Regions from separate parts of the Macaca mulatta genome. Here region 1 is linked to region 2. The links are chromatin contacts, called in public Hi-C maps. All regions are on one chromosome and are shown on one strand. The core of a region is the stretch at or near the end of the contact, and the rest is flanking DNA. Distances in the headings are between cores, read along the strand shown. Region 1 holds the start of LOC106993196. Region 2 has its middle 29 kb from the start of SCYL1.

The links. Hi-C and Micro-C count contacts between places; a contact is called where the count stands out from the background.
Region 1: a Hi-C map of CD4 T cells shows a contact between it and region 2, with 2.9 times the contacts expected there. The contact joins the promoter of LOC106993196 here to the enhancer-like site in region 2. A contact is called at or near these places in 9 of 14 Hi-C or Micro-C datasets (CD4 T cells, blood, fetal cortex germinal zone and 6 more).

What each region holds. Positions count from the first base shown.
Region 1 is chr14:8,973,984-8,977,538 of T2T-MMU8v2.0, forward strand. LOC106993196 reads right to left here and starts at 1,345. Exons shown (of 2, transcript XM_077962431.1): 1 at 1,206-1,345. The coding sequence starts at 1,266. It also overlaps a transcript of FRMD8 not described here.
Region 2 is chr14:8,897,926-8,901,256 of T2T-MMU8v2.0, forward strand. No RefSeq gene overlaps it. Among named protein-coding and RNA genes, the nearest start is that of SCYL1, 29 kb to the left of the region's middle. Within about 2 kb of position 1,391, at least 34 of the 40 cell types and tissues checked have an H3K27ac peak or open chromatin away from gene starts, as enhancers often do. A contact at or near this core is called in CD4 T cells, blood, fetal cortex germinal zone and 2 more, where this site is marked.

The sequences.
Region 1 (3,555 bases), core at 95-2,594, 76 kb after region 2:
CAGCTCTGTGGGTTCCTAGGTCAGGAGGCAGGAGAGGGAAGGGCAACAGCTGCTCTCTGTGGACTGGGACTGCCTGGGGTGGTCAAAGGGAACTGGGGTGCACTCTCAGCCACACGGTGGCAGAGGCAGAGGCATTTGAGGGAGAGGAGACTCCCACGGCCCTGGTTTACAAAGCCGAGGTGAGGTGAGCATGTCCCGGAGCTGCTGCACCCACAGGAGCCACTGTGCCAGCCCCAGCCCCACGGGCCCTTCCTCCTTACCAATTGTCCTGGGCCCTCCCTCAGCACCTCCCATACCCCCTACACATATTGAGCCCTCCAGCTATTTTTAACACTTTGACCTAATGTGGGCTGGTCCACCACGTGTGCTGGAAAGCAGGCTGCCCGCCAGGAAGGCGAGGCAGGGGAGGGCCCCTCAGGAGGGAGCTTCTCACTCTTGCATTTGACCCCTGTCTCCTCGGGCTGTGTGGGGTCTGTGTGTGCCGTTTCCTCACTACTGCCGAGGCAGATCTAAGGGGGGCTTCCTCTGCGCAGGGCCAAGCCCCAGGCCTCAGGCTGTGCTTTACAGGAAAGAACTTTGCGATGTCAGCCCCTGCATCTGGATCTCCTGGGACTACCCCCTGTTCCCTGCCATGCTAGAGTTCCTGGGCGCCTGCCCCTTACCCCAGGCCCTGGTCCCCCATCCTCCTGAGCACGCACGCACTCCTTGGAGCCTTGTCTGAGCTGGCACCCCAGAACACCCTGCCCTCCTTGCCTCCTCCTGCCTCTTCACTAGCTCACTGTCACGTCTGTCTCCTGTAGCTCCATCCTCATGGTCACAGCGCTCACCAGACCTTCCTGTTCCCATCCTGCCATGCTGAGCGCCTGTGTCCTCACTCCTGTTCCCGCAGAGGGAAGGCCTGTGGAATGCGTGTTTGGGCCCCATAGCCCTGCCTCCCCGGGCTGCCCTGCACCTCCAGCGGCCCCTAGACCTCCTCCAACCCTCCCCACCTCCCCTTGGCCAAATAAGCAAGCCCAGCTTTCCTAGGCCCCACACTTTTGCCTGTGCCAACCTTTCCAGCCTCCTCCCCAAGCCCACCCACTGGGAATCCTGGTGCCAGCTCGTTTGAGCAGGGAGCCCGGGTGCTGACATCCCACCACCTCCACCCCAGGTCCGCAAAGCCCTCTCTCTTCTCCAGGACCGCCAGCAGCCCTGCCAGAGCCTACCACTTTCTCTTGGGTCCCTGCTGACGGGAATGGCGCACTGTGCTTGTCCCGGTGGCCCCATCACAGCACCGGTTGTGATTGTCCTTGAATCTCTGAAGGAGGCTTTTCTGCCCCAACCCACCTTGGTCTGATTGAGTGCCCTCTGTGAGCAAGTTGGCCGTGGTGCCAGCGCTTCCGCGGGGGAGTAGAACCCCCCTGCCTGCGAGGCTGCTGACCTTGACGATGCTGTATGGGAAGCCTGGCTGGGAGAACCTGTCAGGGTCACTTCCACCCCCACAACAAAGTGCCAAGGTCAGATGGGCACTGGACAAATAAGTCCTTGGGAAGAGCTGGGACTATTATTATTCTCTCTTTTTCAAATTATGCCAAATAGTTAAAAATAGCAGGAGGACTTAGTGTGTGAGGCGGGGACAGGAGGTGCTGGAAGAGGACCCAGGGCAGCTGGGAAGGAGGAAGGGCCCAGGGGCAGAGGCCGGACAGTCAGCTGCCTCAGGAGGGAGGCGACTAGTGCCAGGTTGTGCTCACCCCACCTCTTAGATGTCTGCAAATAGCCCCAGTTTAAATATTTTTACTAAGTTGTCATTTCACAGAAAAACACACGTCTAAAGCAGAATCCGTTTCCAGGACATGGATGCTAATCTTTGGAAAACTCAGGACCCATCACGACGTTGAGGAATGCCCTCCCTTACCACCAGGGAAACAAACCCCTTACCCTGTGTTCTTGAAAGTTGGGGACCCCCATCATGGGCCCAGTGGTAGGAAGAAGGTCAGGGCAGTCAGGAGCCAGGACTCCCACTCTGAGAGGGGGTGAGCACGCAGCGCCAGACCCAAGGCCCCCCACATTCTGCCGTAGGGCACGACCCTGGTTCCAGGTTGCCTGGGCGGGCGGTACTGTTCACTGTCCCTGCAGCCGGTCGGGAGGAAAGAGTGGGCTCAGCTGCCCCCTGCTGGCCACAGCCGAACCAGCAACCTGCAGATGGACGCAGGCTCCACCCCACCCACACTGTCCGCCCAATACGGGTGAGGGCCACTGGACTTGCTGCTTAAAACTGAAGTCCTCAGACCCAGGCCCAGCCCTGCACCCCCGTTCTGGGTGAAGTTGGGTAGTCTGCCTACTTTTTTTGAAATGTGGGGTGGATTTGGACAGGGAGAAAATGCCAGGTAGCTCTGAAGTCCTCTGCGCCAGGGAGAAGAATGAGCGATGAGAATCTGTCCCGAGGCCTGCACCTCCTTTGGGTCAGGACTGTCAGTGTCCCTTAGGCTCAAAGTCACAGGCTTTGGTTGACTGACCCTGCTCTATCCCATGCCCTCTCACTTTGCACCATTTACCTGTATCCTACTGAGCCGGTCAGGCCCCCTCCTCCAGGAAGCCTTCTTTGATCACTGCTCCCCCACCAGTCTATTGTCTGTTCGTCTTTGTCTTGTGTTGGGTGGTGGCCGGCACATCTGTTGGGGCATCATGTGTGTGCAAAGTGATTTTCCTGGTCTTTATGTTCTTATCCCCAGTGTCATCTGAAAAGCTGCCTGGACTCTGAGCTGATGTCTCCATGGGTAACTCAGTTGCTAATCCTGCAACTCTGTGTGCAGGGAGCAGTTGGAATTCCTGCTCCCTGACAAGTGTCAGAGGCCCCTGGCACATCCTCCCCAGCCCTCTCCTTTCCAGCTTTATCTATGCCCCTTGCACCTTTGTTTTGTCAGACTGAGCATGACAGCGTCCTGGGTCGCCTTGGTTGCTGTGGCTTTTCTGAGTCCCAGCAGCACCTCTGGCCTCCCGTGGGTCTCTCCATGCACTACCACTTGGTTGGGGGCTGGCCACATGAAGCCTCAGCTGTGGGTCTGCGCAGGCTTCTTGCTGGGCTTGGGTTGTAGCTGGAGCCTCCTGTGTCCAGCTAGCCCCGGGTTGGGAAGCCCCCAGGAATGCCCCAGCTGCTGCGGTAAGTGGATAATGACCTGGAAACCGCAGCCTCAGAGGGGACAGTAGGATCACATGTGTTGACTGTTCTGGTCACCTCTGCCACCTGCATTCTGAAGAGCTAGGGATCGTCTGGGAACTGGGGACTGTGAGGATCTTGTCCCACTGCACTGTCCTCAGGGGCAGTCTGGGCAGAGCCTCTTCAGGTCTTCCAGCCTCTGGATCCAGGTGCTGGCTGAGCCAGGCTGTGTGTGCCAGGCTGGCGGGGTGGGGAGTCACTCCTGCTGCTCCGTGCAACCCAAGTGTAGCTAGGATTTAAAAATAACAGCCTTTGCTGTGTTAAAGAGCCCCAAAGAAGTCCAAGACAGTAATCTGTAGGGTGGTGGTAAGGGTTAACTGTGTTCCCCCAAAAGGATATGTTCAAGTCCTAACCCTCAG
Region 2 (3,331 bases), core at 141-2,640:
TATTTATTGACGGAGGACAGCTCGCATCACCGGAATTCGATCACCTTCCGCCGCCTTTGTGAGGGAGGCAAAAAATAGTTCTTCGGTTAAAAATAGGTTTTAGTTTTACAAGACTTTTCTAGATTTTTTCATAACAGCTTATGGAACTTGAGTGCAAACTGCACATTCAGAAATATTTAAATTACTAGCATGTGGAAAGATTTGAGCTGAAAACTTTAGACAAAAGAAACGTGGAAATCACATTTTAAACGGGTCATCAAACACTTCACAAAATCCCCGGAACTTTTTAAATACCTCTTAAAGCGCTTTTTGTGTTCTCTTGAGGGACAGGAGGAATAGTTTACTACCCTTTGAAGGAAGGTAAAGGTGTGATAGCTCAGGGCTTTACTTTCCATTACACAACTGAGCCCCAGCCTTGGAGGGACGGTTGAGAAGTGGCAAAATGGCGGACTTTCTCCCCCAACTGCCTGCAGTCCTGCGACTTGCTCCAGACAGCCACACGTTTTGCTTGCTCTTTTATTCGAGAAATCCGAGCAGCACAGGCTATCTTCTTGGGAAGTCTTAGAAACGTGAAAACCCACTTTTGGAAACCGCCTCAATCCCACACCACACAGCTGCTCCCCGCCTGAGCCCCGGGATCCGCCGGCTGCCAGTGGCCCCCTCTGATCTGCGGCCCCGAGGTGCCGCCAGCCCCCCACGGAAATTTTTCTACCGTTTTTCAGCTTCCAGGCTCTCCTGAAAGTGCTCACAAGGCAAATCGCCATGGAAAGCAAGTTCAAGTGGCCTTTTAAAGTTGCTCAACTAAGCGAACGGCTTTGTCTCCGAAGACACAGGGACCTTGGGCAGCCAGTCAGGGACACACCCTGGAGTGTTTACACTGCTCTGGGTCTGCTTTGCTAGGGGTCTTTGTTTTGCAGATTCTGTCTTATGCCTGGTTAGGTCCGAGCTTCAGACTTCCTGAACCGGAGTAGGAAAAAAAATAAAGATTTCCTCCAAACCCCAAGACCAAACTGCACGGTTTGAGTGGTTTTATCTAAATACCACCACCTGGGATGGCCAACCTAAAAGGACGACTAACGTAACAGTACAGCTCGTCGCTGCGTCCCAAGGACGCAGGGAAACGGGGACTCCGGGAGGCAGCAGAGAGGACCTGCCTACAGGCGGGCTGAGGCTTCCCGGCGCCCGGCTTCCGCGTTGCTAAAATGGCGTGGCGCCTAAGGGTGCAGGTGAGAGACCAGTGCAGGACCCCAATACTTCACAGAAGCCTCGGGCTGCGGCCGCGGAGGAGAAAGCGGGGGCGGGGAGCGACCCGGCGGCCTGCAGGGCTGCGGAAGGGACAAAGGCCGGGGGAGGGGCAAAGGCCGGGGGAGGGGCAGCTCGCGAGCGCCGCGCAGGGATACGCGAGGGCCGTGAGCCGCCCTCCCTTTGTGAGGCGCTGGCTCGTGGGCTGGAGCCACCGGTTCTAACCGGCTCTAGCCGGTCCTGGCCGCCTTCCCGGAGCTGTGGCGGTTGGCGCAGCGCGTGACTGCGCACGCGTTCCCCGCCCTAACGCCTGCGCCAGTCCTAGGGAATGGCATGGGGGCGGGGTGGCAGCTGGGCTGGGAACTTCTTGGTTGCTACTCTGCGCTGTCACCGCACTTGGGGGCTGGTCTTCGTTTCGGGGAGCTGCTGCCCAACTTCCCTTTTCAGTCTAGTCTTCCTTTCCCACCTCTATCCTGTCCTTTGTCATTTCCTCCATATAGTCTCGATGTCATCCATTAATTGAAAATCAGAACACGATTCTTGTATAGCTATCAAGGGCTATGGCGTTTTTGCAAAATATCTTCGTCGTTTGTATGTCACCAGGTCTTACTAGTCTAGAATTCTCGGGGCGGAAGTGGTCTCAGGCTGACCTAGCAGTAGCCTAATTTTTTTTTTTTTTTTTCAGACGGAGTCTCGCTCTCTAGCCCGGGCTGGAGTGCCGTGGCCGGATCTCAGCTCACTGCAAGCTCCGCCTCCCAGGTTTACGCCATTCTCCTGCCTCAGCCTCCCGAGTAGCTGGGACTACAGGCGCCCGCCACCTCGCCCGGCTAGTTTTTTGTATTTTTTAGTAGAGACCGGGTTTCACGGTGTTCGCCAGGATGGTCTCGATCTCCTGACCTCGTGATCCGCCCGTCTCGGCCTCCCAAAGTGCTGGGATTACAGGCTTGAGCCACCGCGCCGGGCCTAGTAGCCTAATTTTTTAGAAAAGAAACTGAAGCAATGACCTAAAATGGAGAGCTCCGGGGCACACGAAGCTTGGAGCTGGACGGGGTGGTGAGACCCACCCACTCTGCTCCCTCACCCCCGGGTCTTTAGAACCTGTATCATGGCTTGTTTTTAGGCAGTCAACTCCGAGGGGAGAGATTAATGACACTGGATAGGTTAAGATGGCAACTACACAAAAGGATGGCAACTACACAATGATACAGCAGCTCTATGAAGTTGATTTCTAAAACCCTTTTGGCTCCTGTAAATGATGCAGGTTGTGTAAAGTGTGGGGGAGCTGCCCTGGGGGCTCCAGCAAATGAGGGTCCTGTTTTCTGGGCCAACTCCCTGTCCCCATCTGCCCACATAAAGCAGGGACCGTTGAAGCAGTTCTTCTCAATTGACGCTGGTGAAACTGTTGTTGTTTTCTTTTTTTTTTTTTTAACTTGTAAGAGTGGAATATTACTGAGATGCAGCCGGATCCCTTTAGGCACAGTCCTGATGCTTGCTCTGGGGTTGGAAATTTTTTAGTAGAATTTTATCGCTGGATAGAGGAAAATTGAGGCAGGTCACCTCGTTTCGCAAATGGGGATTTGGGGGCCTGGAGATTTTGTGATTTGCCTGAAATGACATACAGCTAATTAATAGAAGAAGCTGTTCTTGAATCCCAGATTTTCCACGTCCTGCTGCCTCCCTTCCTCTCCAGCTCTTCTGTAAGTCTCCCCAACTGCGGTTTTTCTATATCTGGGGGAGTACCTAGGACCTAGCACCTGCTCTGTGCTCTCTCCCTCACTCTAGAGCGAGTGAGATGAACCTTAAGAGCCCTAAAGTGCGTGTCACTGCATTAATTTCCATTACCTTTACAGATTACAGAATTTTTTTTTTTTTTTTTTTTTGGGATGGCGTCTCTGTTACTGAGGCTGGAGTGCAGTGGCGCGATCTCGGCTCACCGGCTCACGGAAACCTCTGTCTCCTTGGTTCAAGCAATTCTCCTGCCTCAGCCTCCCAAATAGCGGGGACTACAGGGGCCCGCCACCACGCCCGGCTAATTTTTTGTAGTTTTGTAGAGACAGGGTTTCATCGTGTTAGCCAGGATGGTCTCGAT